Regions from separate parts of the Sus scrofa genome. Here region 1 is linked to region 2. Evidence: chromatin contacts called from public HiChIP or PLAC-seq data. All regions are on one chromosome and are shown on one strand. Each heading gives the region's core, a stretch centred on a gene start, on an enhancer-like site or on the middle of the called end of the contact. The rest is flanking DNA. Distances are from core to core; before and after follow the strand shown. Region 1 holds the start of PRCD (progressive rod-cone degeneration protein). Region 2 overlaps MXRA7 (matrix-remodeling-associated protein 7).

The links. HiChIP or PLAC-seq counts read pairs in DNA pulled down with a chosen protein or histone mark.
Region 1: an H3K27ac HiChIP or PLAC-seq map of skeletal muscle shows a contact between it and region 2. The contact joins the promoter of PRCD here to the enhancer-like site in region 2. A contact is called at or near these places in 1 of 47 Hi-C or Micro-C datasets (embryonic fibroblasts) and 2 of 2 datasets of contacts at active chromatin or transcription factors (alveolar macrophages and skeletal muscle).

Annotation. Positions count from the first base shown.
Region 1 is chr12:4,974,048-4,980,000 of Sscrofa11.1, forward strand. It overlaps PRCD (progressive rod-cone degeneration protein), which reads right to left and starts at 2,647. Exons shown (of 5, transcript XM_013989871.2): 1 at 1,516-2,647; 2 at 1,145-1,213. The coding sequence starts at 1,589. It overlaps CYGB (cytoglobin), which reads left to right and starts at 3,198. Exons shown (of 4, transcript XM_021066574.1): 1 at 3,198-4,765. The coding sequence starts at 4,623.
Region 2 is chr12:4,827,995-4,833,572 of Sscrofa11.1, forward strand. All of the region lies in intron 1 of MXRA7 (matrix-remodeling-associated protein 7), which reads left to right. Among named protein-coding and RNA genes, the nearest start is that of MXRA7, 8.5 kb to the left of the region's middle. Within about 2 kb of position 2,282, at least 43 of the 83 cell types and tissues checked have an H3K27ac peak or open chromatin away from gene starts, as enhancers often do. A contact at or near this core is called in embryonic fibroblasts and skeletal muscle, where this site is marked.

The sequences.
Region 1 (5,953 bases), core at 1,397-3,896, 150 kb after region 2:
AGGGAGGACCCTTCAGCCTTTGAGGGCCTCCTACGCGTGAGGCCCAGTCGTGTAAAACGATTGTTTTTACGTGTCAGCCCATTTCACCAGTGGCAGCAATCAGGCTCCCCGGGGACCCTCTCAACTAGCCTAGGTGTCCAGGAAAGGCATCACAGAAATGACCCTGTCTTCTGCACTTACCCTAAACTTCGAGGGGGGGCCTTTGGACATTCCGAACCTGGGGGAATCCAGGGACCGAGAAGTCAGGCCAGAGACAGAGGGAGGCCCCAGTTCTCGGCTCGCCAGGCTCCAGGTACCTAAGGGGCTCCGTGGGGTACCTCCCACAGCCTGGCAGAGAGTGGGGTGCACAGCGAGCATGCCTGTCCCAGCCGCCAGAGCTCTATGGGGAGCAGCCTCCTTCCAGACCCTGCAGTCCAAAGGCCAAGGGCCTCGCAGGAGCTTCCTGAGCAGAGAAGAGCACCCACGGGCGCAAAAGAGCATTTCCAACAGTAGGTTCTTGGTACATATTTGCCAATTTTCCCGTGTTGTGTCGGGCACGGATCTCCTGTCCTCAAAGGACACTAGGCACCCGGAGAGGGAGGAAATCCTGAAGTTCCCCAAACTTCACCCCCTTCTAAAGGCCACATGGCTTCAGCCTAGGCAAGAGTTAACTTTCTGGCCACTGGAGACAGCGTCCTGCCCGCAGGGGCTGCCCAGCCAATGGCACGCAGTGCTGATGACGTCATGCTCCTCCTGGGCCTCCTATTGGGGCCTGGACAGCGAATCCTGCCGGAGGTTCAGGCCGCGGAGCTGCTGAGCGGGTGGGGGCAGCGGCAGCGGGAGGGGGAGGGGAAGGCAGCAAAGCCACGCAAAGCGGCTTCTCCCTCACCCCTCTCTCCACTCCCCCTGCGCCTTCCAAGAGAAGGGACCCCGGGGACCACCTGCACTCGGACGAGCGAGGCAGAGCAGTTTGGGTTCCGAAGAGAGGCTGGGGCCTCCCATCCCCAACTGAAGAAAGCCCTAGGCATGCAGGGAACCGGGTAGCTGGGGCCAGGGGCACGCACACACGCACGTCCCCACGTACACCCCCCAGGCCTGGACAGGGGACAGCGGCCGTGTCCTTAGCAACACCCTCCCTCCCCCGCCCCAGACTCTTGAGTCTTACCTGCCTGAGGGTTGGAGGTCTGTTTCCAAACCGCTGCCCGAGACTGCCCCATCTACTCCACTGGACTCTCTGCGGGAGGGAAAGAGGCAGGCAGGGCTGTGGGCAGCGCCCGGACCCCCGCCCCCTCTCCTGCTTCTCTGCGAGACCTAAGCCTAAGCCACGTTGGGCTGTGGGACCAGAGGTTGTGCCCCGTGTCTTTGAAGAGCTCCAAGCGCCCCCTCCTTGGAAGGGGAGACTCTCGGGGGTGCCCCTTGTACTCCCAGCCTCCCGGGAGTCCATGCAGCCCCTGACCCCTGCAGTCCGCAGCTCGGCTATAACCCAGCCCAGCGGTTTCTCCCCCGCCCCAGCCCACGGCCCAGCCAGGTTCTCACGGTTGGACCCGGTTGGCGAATCGGCGGCGCCAGAGCATGGCCAAGGTGCTGAGCAGGAAGAGGGTGGTGCACATGGCTCAGCTGCCCCATCCCCTCTGAGACCCAGGCGCAGAAGAAGGCCAAGATGGCCCCTGCCAGCTCTCACGAGCCACTGCCTTTGTCCCGAGGTTCCTGCTGGCGATGGATTAGGAGGCTCAAGCTGATTAGCAGGGTCAGCAGACCCGACCTTGTGAAGACCGATTAACCTCACTGGGCCCAGGTTTTCCCCCGGCAGTGGGCAGCGGCAGGGTATCTTGACCTCAGTCTGCTCTGGGTGGGGATATGACTAAGCCCTGGGCTTGGCCCTCAAGGGGCTTGCGGTCTAGACAAACGCCCTGGCAAGTTAAACCGATGAGCACAACTGGGAGATCTAGGCGGTTAAGGCGCCTACAGAGCACTCTGGGAGTCGTGAGCATCAGGGGAAGCTTCAGAGAGAAGCCGGGTTGTTCTGAGTTTGCAGGGGCTCAAGGAAGGATGGGCCCGCGGACAGAAGACTCTGCCGGGGCTGTAGGCATGAAAGCGCCTGGCATGTTGCAGCAACTGGAAGTTGAGTATTGGTGGGGCAATGACGTCATGGGGGGGGGAGGAGAATATAGATGATGAAGCCAGGAAGACAGGAGAGGCCAGGGAGTGAAGGGCTGGCTAAGTGGTTCACTCCTGACCCCAGGACAATCTTTTCCACACACTTCTGATTACACGTCCTCTTCAGCAAAGGGCAGAATGTAAGTGTAATAGATACACACATCCACTTATAAATTATATGCTCTGTTACCGTGCAGACACAGTCCTCTACCAGCGACACCCATAGAACTTGTAAAGGATGAGATAAAAGCAAGCAGAAATAAGATTTCTCCTACTTCCTGTCCACTTCTGGGTGGAACCTCTCAGGGAGCTGTTTGGAAGGCCATGGTGCTGGCTCTGAGCCCGTCAGAGGAGTTGAGTGGGGGGACCCAGCACAGTGTCCTGGTCCAGGTGACGTGCAGAGCACAGATCAAAAGCCAGGACGTGGCGGAGTTCCCATTGTGGTGCAATGGAAATGAATCCAACTAGGAACCACTAGATTGTGGGTTCCATCCCTGGCCTTGCTCGTGGGTTAAGGATCTGGCGTTGCCGTGAGCGGTGGTGTAGGTCACAGACACGGCTCAGATCCTGCATTGCTGTGGCTGTGCTGTAGGCCAGCAACTGTACCCTAGCCTGGGAACTTCCATGTGCCAAGAGTGTGGTCCAAAAAAGCAAAAAAAAAAAAAAAGCCAGGACATGGGTCTGAGACTAGTGAAAGAAGCTGAGCCCACCAACCCTCCTCAATCCCTCTCTAAGACCCCAGAAGGGGGCACTGGATTTTCCCTCTCTCAGCTGAGCTCTGAGCCACAAGAGGCCTCTTGCCCTGGGTTCCAGTAAAGGACCTGAACGCTGGGCTCCAGCGAGGCCCGAGCTGGGGCTGTGCCAGGGCTCTCTGTTCTGACATAGGGTATTTTTTCTCGTCACGCTTGTGGCATAGGGGAGTTCGAGGGCCAGGGATCAAACCTGTGCCACAGCAGCACCCCAAGCTGCTGCAATGACCACACCAGATCCTTAACCCACAGCGCCACAAGAAAACTCCTGAAATAGGTTTTTTAAAATAGGCACATAAAGCAGAGCCAAAGAGGAGCCACCACCTCTTGCACTACTGGAGCAGTGGACACAGAGCTGGAAAGGGCAGGATCACCAGGGAGCCTTGGGGAGAACTGGACACACCCCGCATGCGTGGTCACGTGTTTCAGCCGCTTGCAGCCGCCGCTGTGGGCCTCAGGCTTCAACTGGGACTCAGAGGTGGGACCCGGCCATACCGGGACTGAGCAGCTGCTTGCAGGGTGGGGACTGGGTGGCTCTCAGAGACGCAGTCCCCACCTCTAGTCTAATGGTGGTCCCACCTCCCGGAGAAGAGCAATTCTGTGGTGGACACGGGATTCCATCCACAGAACCCTTCCCTAATCGGGGCCTTGCTGGCTACGATGTCTCCAGCGGCCTGGGCCTCCCGAGACTTCTTCACACCGCTCCCCCCCAACCCAGGTTTGGGGTGCCTGGGACTTTGCTCCGCCTGGGCTGGTATTAGGGGCCACTCGCCCCCTGCTTTGGGCCTGCCTGTGTCATTTACAAGCCACCCGGGGCCTTCTTTCTGAGGCCACGTGCTGCTCCGAGGGGAAGGAGCGCTGGCGGGAAGGAAAGGGGGGGCGCAGGCCTCTGGTGATCAAGTTTGACAGCCGCCCCCTCCTCATCCCCGCGGCGGTGTTTTCCTCTAGGGTTCTTCCTCTAACCCCTCCGGAGTCTGGGGTCCGGAGCCCGGGCGAGAGCGCCGCGGACCCCAGCGGCTGGCCCGGGAGAGGCCGGGAGCGAGGGGGAGCTCAGCTCGGGTCGCGGGCGGGCGGGCGGGCGGCCACGCCGCAAATGCCTGGCAGTGTTTGACTTCGAGTCAGTTCCCCGCCGCGGGAAGGGTGCTCACACGCACACGCCCCGACACCGCCCGTCTGGGGAGCGGGGACCGGGGCCCCCAGACCCGCACCCGCCGCGGCGCACTCCTGCGTGGCCAGCGCGGCCCTGCGCCGCGTGACCGCCCCCTCCTGCCGAGACCCCCGGCCCCCTCGCCACGCCCACGCCCCAGCCCCACCCGGCGGTCCAACTCCGCGGTGGCGAGGAGGGCGGGCGGGTGCCCGCCGCGTCGCCCCCACCCCGCCCAGCCTTCACCTTGCCGGAACTGGCTCGCGGACGCGGGCTGGAGGGGTTGGAGCGGATTTATTTTTTTTCGCATTTTTCCAGCAGACCACATCCCCGCCCCCCGCTCGCGGTCCCCCGCCCCCTGCACATATACCCTGCACAGACACACACACACAGACACACACACACACACACACACACACACACACACACACACAGAGCCGGCGCGCACAGACACGCTCCCTCCCTCCGGCGCGCTCTGCCACTCGCCCGCCCGCCCGCCGCGCACGCAGCCGGCCCCGGCTCCCCGCGCTCCGCGCTCCGCGCCCCGCGCCCCGCCGCCGCCGAGCGAAGCCGGGCTGGGCTTGGAGCTGCTCATGGAGAAAGTGCCGGGCGAGATGGAGATTGAGCGCAGGGAGCGGAGCGAGGAGCTGTCCGAGGCGGAGAGGAAGGCGGTGCAGGCGACGTGGGCCCGGCTCTATGCCAACTGCGAGGACGTGGGGGTGGCCATCCTGGTGAGGTAGGTGTCACCCCGGCTCGGCCGGGCCCGAGGACGGACGGCGGCAGCGGCTCGGGCAGAGGCGGGCTCGGCTCGGGTCCGAGCTGCGGCGCCACCTCCCCTGCTGCGATTGGGGCCCGGCCGGTCGGCCAGTCGGAGTGCGGGCAGCGGCGTGGGGCGCCTTGGGGTGGGCGAAGCCCCGGCCGAGGCTTTCCTAGCTCTGGGTGAGGGGCTCCGCAGGAACTAGGGACCAGAGCCAGAAGGAGGGCACCTCCATGCGTCTCCTCTTGCGACCTCACAACTCCGGCTCTGCCGGCCAGCCGTGCCTTCCTCACCAGTGACCCCAGCCCCCCAACCGAGCCGAGGTGGACACACATTTACCAGCCTCTCCAATGGGGGTGTTGGGGGCTCCCCATTCTAGAGACAGGAACACTGAGGCTCCACCAAGAAGGACAAAGAGGAGCAAACCCTTTCTCCAGCTCAGCCCCCTTCTGCATCCAAAGACTCTTGGAAGAACAGAGCAAAGGGCAAAAGAATAGAGGGCGGAGGGGGCAGACCCCAGAGGTGTACTTTTCCCAGCTGGCCCCTTCCTGCTCCCCGGACCCGGCCAGCAGGGAGCTCCCAGGTGAGGCGCAGGTGAATGCAGAAGCCTACTGTTCCTGCTGAGTTTAGGGAAGGGAGAGGCTGCAGGAGACAGGGCCCCACCCCGAAACCCCCATCTGGGGAGGAAAGGGGTCGTTCAGGCCCCTCATGCCCCAGAGGAATGCAGAGGAACTCTTAATCACACACCCACACGCCGGGGCATATACACACCATTCCTATACAGTTAATGTCCCCGAGCCGCACCAGCCCGTAACTGGTACAGCAGCGGCAGATCCATGCTGGCTTCCCACACGTGCTGATCCCTGGAAGTGCAGGCAGGGAGGCCCCAGACCACGCTCGCCCTCAACCCTCTGTCCTTGGCAGAGGGAAGCTGTCAAATCTGGGACAGATCGAGGCATCTCGTTGCGATGGGGTGAGACCTCTCTCGTGGAAGGGACCGTTGACGTTCACGCCTGTCTCCCAGGCTTGGCCCCCTTTCTGGCTCCTCTTTCTCTCCCACACTCTCCCGCCTGCCTCCCCCAAGCCTGGGACTTACCCAGCTTCATGTTGGTGTGCCCTGATTCCAACTTAGAAGCAGATTCAGGAGGAAAAAGAGCAAGACGCACT
Region 2 (5,578 bases), core at 1,032-3,531:
TGTCTTTGACCTCTGTTCTCTCCAAAGGCAGAGACTGGAATTCAGCCTAATATTCACTGACGGAGGGTCTGGGAGATGGCCGACTGCTGCCTCGGGGTGTTTTTTATGAAGCTTTGATGTCCTCCAAATCCTCTTTGTAGGAACAGGGCCAAAGACGTTAATCTGATGGGATTGAATCCGGCAGGCTGATGTCTGAGCCAGACGGCCTGCGCCTTTGGGGCCTTTGGGGCTTGTGACCGTGCCCTTGGTTGGGAGTCCAGGACGGTCTCTTAGTCTGGACGTTTGAACCCACAGCCCTGCAGGCTGGCCCCCCTGGCTGTTCTCGCCCCCACATCCCTGTGCCTCGAGTCAGGGGGTTACCAGGAGCTCTCTGCTCTCGGACCTCACTAGAAAAGCTCAAGCCCATGACAGCAAGTGGAGGGCTTCTGCGTGGCCGGGACCGCTGCCACCTCCCAGGACACATGGGCTGCCATCAGCCTGGGATCAAGAGCTGATGACGCCCACGGCTCTGCCCCAGCCAAGCCCGGCCCCAGCCGCCTCCTGGACATCACATCTGATGGGGTGCTGCGTTTCTGCCCACCAAGATGCCCTCTGCCCCCCCCACTCCCGCCCCCGCCCCAGTGTTTGTCATCCCATTCAGAGCTCTAGCACCAGTCGCGTGGCTGCTCCGACCAAGAGCCCCAGTGTCTTCCTGGTTTTCTCTTTGTCCCTGTCCCACCTGCCTGCAGTGACCACATCAGCAGGTCCTGCCTCCTGGGCCTCCACAATGCCCGCTGCATGCGGGCTCACCCATCTTTCTGGCCACCGCTCCAGTCCATGCCTCGTCTGGGCTGTTCAGGTTCCCTGCCTCCCGTGTGCGCCCCACCTGCACCCCGCCCAGCAACCAGTGTGATCTTCACAAAATAGAAACCACATCTCCTGCTCTGCTTAAAGCCCCCCAGTGGCCCCATCACTCACAGAGTAAATGCCAGGCTCTTCCCAACACCCCCAACGGCTCTGCCTCTTCTAGTCGCCCCCCACCCCAGACACATGCCAGGCCTGGTGCCACGCTTCCTCTGCCTGGCCAGCCCTCCCAGCCTCGATCCCTAGAAGGGATTGCTTCTCTTCCCCTTTTAAGTCTCTGTGACCTTGGCCACCGTGGTGGATGTAAATTCCTCCCAGCACACGGTCCTCTCTGGCTTCCTTCGCAGCACTCAGTGCAGGCTGAGGTCATCTTTGATTTTGGTGCATTGTCTGCTGCGGAGGAATGTCAGCTCATGAGAACAGGCGCACCCAGAAGGTACTTGTTGAATGAATAAACTGCAATAACAACAAAAAGAAAACCCCATCGCTTCCTGCTGAGAGGCAGGTGCCGCCTGCTCATAGGACTGCCCTGGGCAGCAGCAATCATTTTTCTTTGTGCCCAGGGCCCTGTGTGTCACCTGCCTGCGTGCATCCCTAGAGCTGTGTTTTCTGCCCCAAAGAGGCAAACTGTAAGGTAGTGAGCTCCCTGATGCTGGGGGTGTTCAAACAGAGACTGGGTAGCTGGCAGTTCATCTAAGGTTTTATCACCTGGGGTTTTGTACTGGGTCGGAGCCAAGGTAGATCAGCGGCTTCTGACATATTTAAAAGCACTGGATACCTCTCTCCCTCCAGTGCATAAGGAAGCTCAGTGCAGGGAGCAGAAGCAGAACTGGTCTGGGTGGGGGTCTTGGCCCCTCTGCCCCTCCTCCCTGCAGTAGACCCTGCAGTCCGTCCACACAGCGCCAGGGCTCTCTCCACCCCGGTTAGAATAGTAACTGAGCTCCATCCTGTCCAAGTCAGACGGTGTGGTCTCAGAGGACCCTGTCCGACAGAGGAGGGAAGGGGCCCAGGGGCGAGCCTCCAAGGACAGCCCCTGTGCCCGAGGCTGTGGCCCCAAGGATGACCTCATGGCCCATGTGGTGGGTGGGAGAGGACAGCACTTGCCAGCAAACCCTTAGAGACTGACTCATGGAATCTGGAAGCAGGAGAGCTTTCAAAGCCAGGCTTCCTTGAACTGTACATAGCAACTGTCATCAGGGGGCTTTGAGCAGAAAAGCATCATCAAGTCGGCGTTTTAAGATGTCTTCAGAACGGGAGAATTGGAGGAGAATGGGGTCCAGGACATGGTGCCAGGATGAAGGCACAGAGTGACCGAGGCCAGATCAGGGAGAATTAGGGGGAGGAGGGACCCCAGACGTCTCCCAAAGGCAAGGAGAGCTTAGAAGTCAGATGGAGAGGAAGTGCCAGGCTGTCGTCAACATTCCTGGGCCATGATGAAGTGTCAAGTTGCTGTGACCGCAGAGAAAACCTGGACGCGTTGAAAGGGGCCAAGCTGGGACAAGAAGAGTTTGGTTCCTTGTCACCCGAGACATGTCCTGTCCAGCCGCACATGTGGATGGAGAGAGCTGGCCTGCTTGGAGCCTGGAGCTGTCATCTGGAGGCCAGGGGTGGCTGCCTTGTTTTGATGGTACAGGCGGAGAGAACGGCCTGGCTGTGACCTCGGCCGCCAGCCTGTCCTCCCCGCCCAGCACCGGCGCCCCGGGAGCTGGCGCCGGCTCTGCTCTGTCTGCTCGCCCCACAGCAACGCTCTGCTGTGAATGCAAAAGATGAACAGCCTCATTGCCTAATGGAATCCTTCTGGAAGGAGTGCCAGCACTGTCTATCCTGCTTCCGCCTGGGTGGAAGCAGGGAGGCAGCCCCTGTGCCTGGTCTCAGTGCCCATCTTAAGGATCTTCCCTGGAGATGGGGCAGTCCGCTGACCTGGCTGCATGGCGTGTGCTTGGGGGATTGTGCAGGCCCCCTGAGGGCTTCCTGTTGTCTCTGCTGTCGCCTGCTGCGGGGGCATGGAGGGACAGGCATCCTCATGGGAGCTGGGCCTCCCCTCTGCCTCCCTGGCGGATCCGTGATCCCCGCCCCTGGTCAGGTCCACTTTCTGGATGAACTAGAGTCGAGGGAGGGGTTGGCACAGGCCCAACAGGAGGCAGCCCAGGTGGCTGGTCACAGGATCCAATAGGTCCTGTTTGCAGGACCCAGGGCAGATTCATTTCCTTAGGCAGACAGATATCCGTCTCTCTCTCTCCATCTCCCCCCATCTCTTCTGACTTCAGCCGTGCGTCAGGCCTAGATGGGGCCAGGGCAGCCAGAAGTAGCATTGCGCTGCCCCTGGGGTGCGTACCTGGCTCCCAGGGGCTCTGAGAAGCCTCCTTCCAAGCCCCTCTTCACCCTGCTGCCCCTCCCCTCCCCTCTGCCGTCCCTCCCTCTTGGGCTCCTGGCCTTGGCGGGGCTGTCAGGAGGCCCACCTCCACCCCCTCCCCTGGTGGAAAAGCTGAATTAGAAAAGTATCCCAGTTTCACACAGCCAAGGAAACTATAAATAAAACAGCCTACGGAATGGGAGAAAATAGTTTCAAATGATGCAACTGACAAGGGCTTAATCTCCAAAATATACAAACACCTCATACAACTCACTAGCAAGAAAAACAAACAATCCGGAGTTCCTGTCTGTCATGGCTCAGCGGAAACAAATCTGACTAGGAACCATAAGGTTGCGGGTTCCATCCCTGGCTTTGCTCAGTGGGTTAAGGATCTGGCGTTGCCGTGGGCTGTGGTGTAGGCCAACAGCTACAGCTCCAATTCAACCTCTAGCCTGGGAACCTCCATGTGCTGCAGGTGTGGCCCTACAAAAAAAAAAAAAAAAAAAAAAAAAAAAAAATGGGCAGAAGACCTGAAGAGACATTTCTCCAAAGAAGACACAGACGGCCAACAGGCACATGAAAAAATGCTCAACATCACTAGTTATTAGAGAGATGCACATCAAAACTACAATGAGGTACCACCTCACATCTGTCAGAATGGCCATCATTAGTAAGTCCACAAATAACCAATGCTGGAGGGGCGTGGAGAAGAGGGAACCTTCCTTCACTGTCGGTGGGAATGTAAATTGGTACAACCGCTATGGAAAACAGTATGGAGGTACCTCAGAAAACCAACTACCACATGATCCAGCAATCCCACTCCTGGGCACGTATACAGACAAAACTTTTATTGAAAAAGATACATGCACCCCTATGTTCATTGCAACACTATTCACAAGAGCCAAGACATGGAAACAACCTAAATGTCCAATGACAGATGAATGGATTAAGAAGATATGGTACATATAGACAATGGAATACTACTCAGTCATAAAAAAAGAACAAAATAATGCCATTTGCAGCAACAGGGATGGAACTAGAGACTCTCATACTAAATCAAGTAAGTCTGAAAGGGAAAGACAAATACCATATGATATCACTTCTATCTGGAGTCTAATAAACGGCACAAGTGAACCGATCTACAGAAAAGAAACAAACTCATGGACGTAGAGAACAGACTTGTGGTTGCCAAGGGGGAGGGAGTGGGAGTTTGGGGTTAGTAGATGCAAACTATGGCATTTGGAGTGGATGAGCAATGAGATCCTGCTGCGCAGCACAGGGAACTATATCTAATCACTTGTGATGGAACAAATCCAGAAGGATAATGTGAAAAAAAGAATGTTTATAAATGTATAACTGGGTCACTTGGCTATATAGCATCAAGTGACAGAACATTGTAAATCAACTATAATAAAAAAAAATTAAAAAACAATAGTATCGCAGGAGTTCTGCAGTGCTGCGGTGGGTGTGGCGGCTGTGGGTGTGGCCCTAAGGAAAAAAGACAACAAAAGAAAGGCGTCCCAGAACGTGTGAGGTGCGAACTAGGCTTTAACCACGAATGGAAGGCCGAGATGCTGGTCAGTGAGCTGACTGGGGCAGGGTCTCAGCCCCGGCCCTGCTGTGGGAACCTGCCAGGGTGACAGCAGCTGTCTGTCCCAGAGCATGTCGTGATTCTCAGCGTTCATGAAAGTGACTTACTTTCACCGCAGACCGCGTGGCTTAAACAGCAGGAATTTGTCTTCTCTGGAACACTGAGGTCAAGGTGTCAGTGGGTTCAGTCTCTCCGAGGCCTCTGTCCTCTGCTGCAGGTGCTGCCTTCCCGCTGTGTCCTCGCGGGGTTTTTCCTCTGTGTGCTCACACCCCAGGTGTCTCTCTGTGTGTCTACATTTCCTCTTCTTGTAAAGACAGCAGTCAAAGTGGACTAGGACCCCTCCTAATAATCTAATAATCTTTTTTGTTTATTTGTTTGTTTTTTGAGGGGGGGTTGTTGGCGGCACTTGCAGCATGCAGAAGTTCCCGAGCCAGGGATCAAACCTGCACCACAGCAGCAACCGGAGCCACAGCATTGGCAATGCCAGGTCCTTAACCCACTGAGCCGCCAGGGAACTCCTCTAATAACCTCTGTAGGCCTTCTGTCCAAATACAGTCAAAGTCTGGGGTACTGAGGGTTGGGACCTCAATGGATGAATTTGGGGAAGGACACAATTCTGCCCCTAACGTCGGGGACTATACAGCACATTGACGAGGGGTCAGCAGTGATGGTGGCCTCTTGTGATGTCTGCAGCCAGAGCTCTGAGCAGCTGCTGGGTTCATCCTGCCCCCAGGCTTGACCCTGGCAGAGTGGTGTACAGGACGTGAGTCGCTCCCACAGAGAGGGGACAG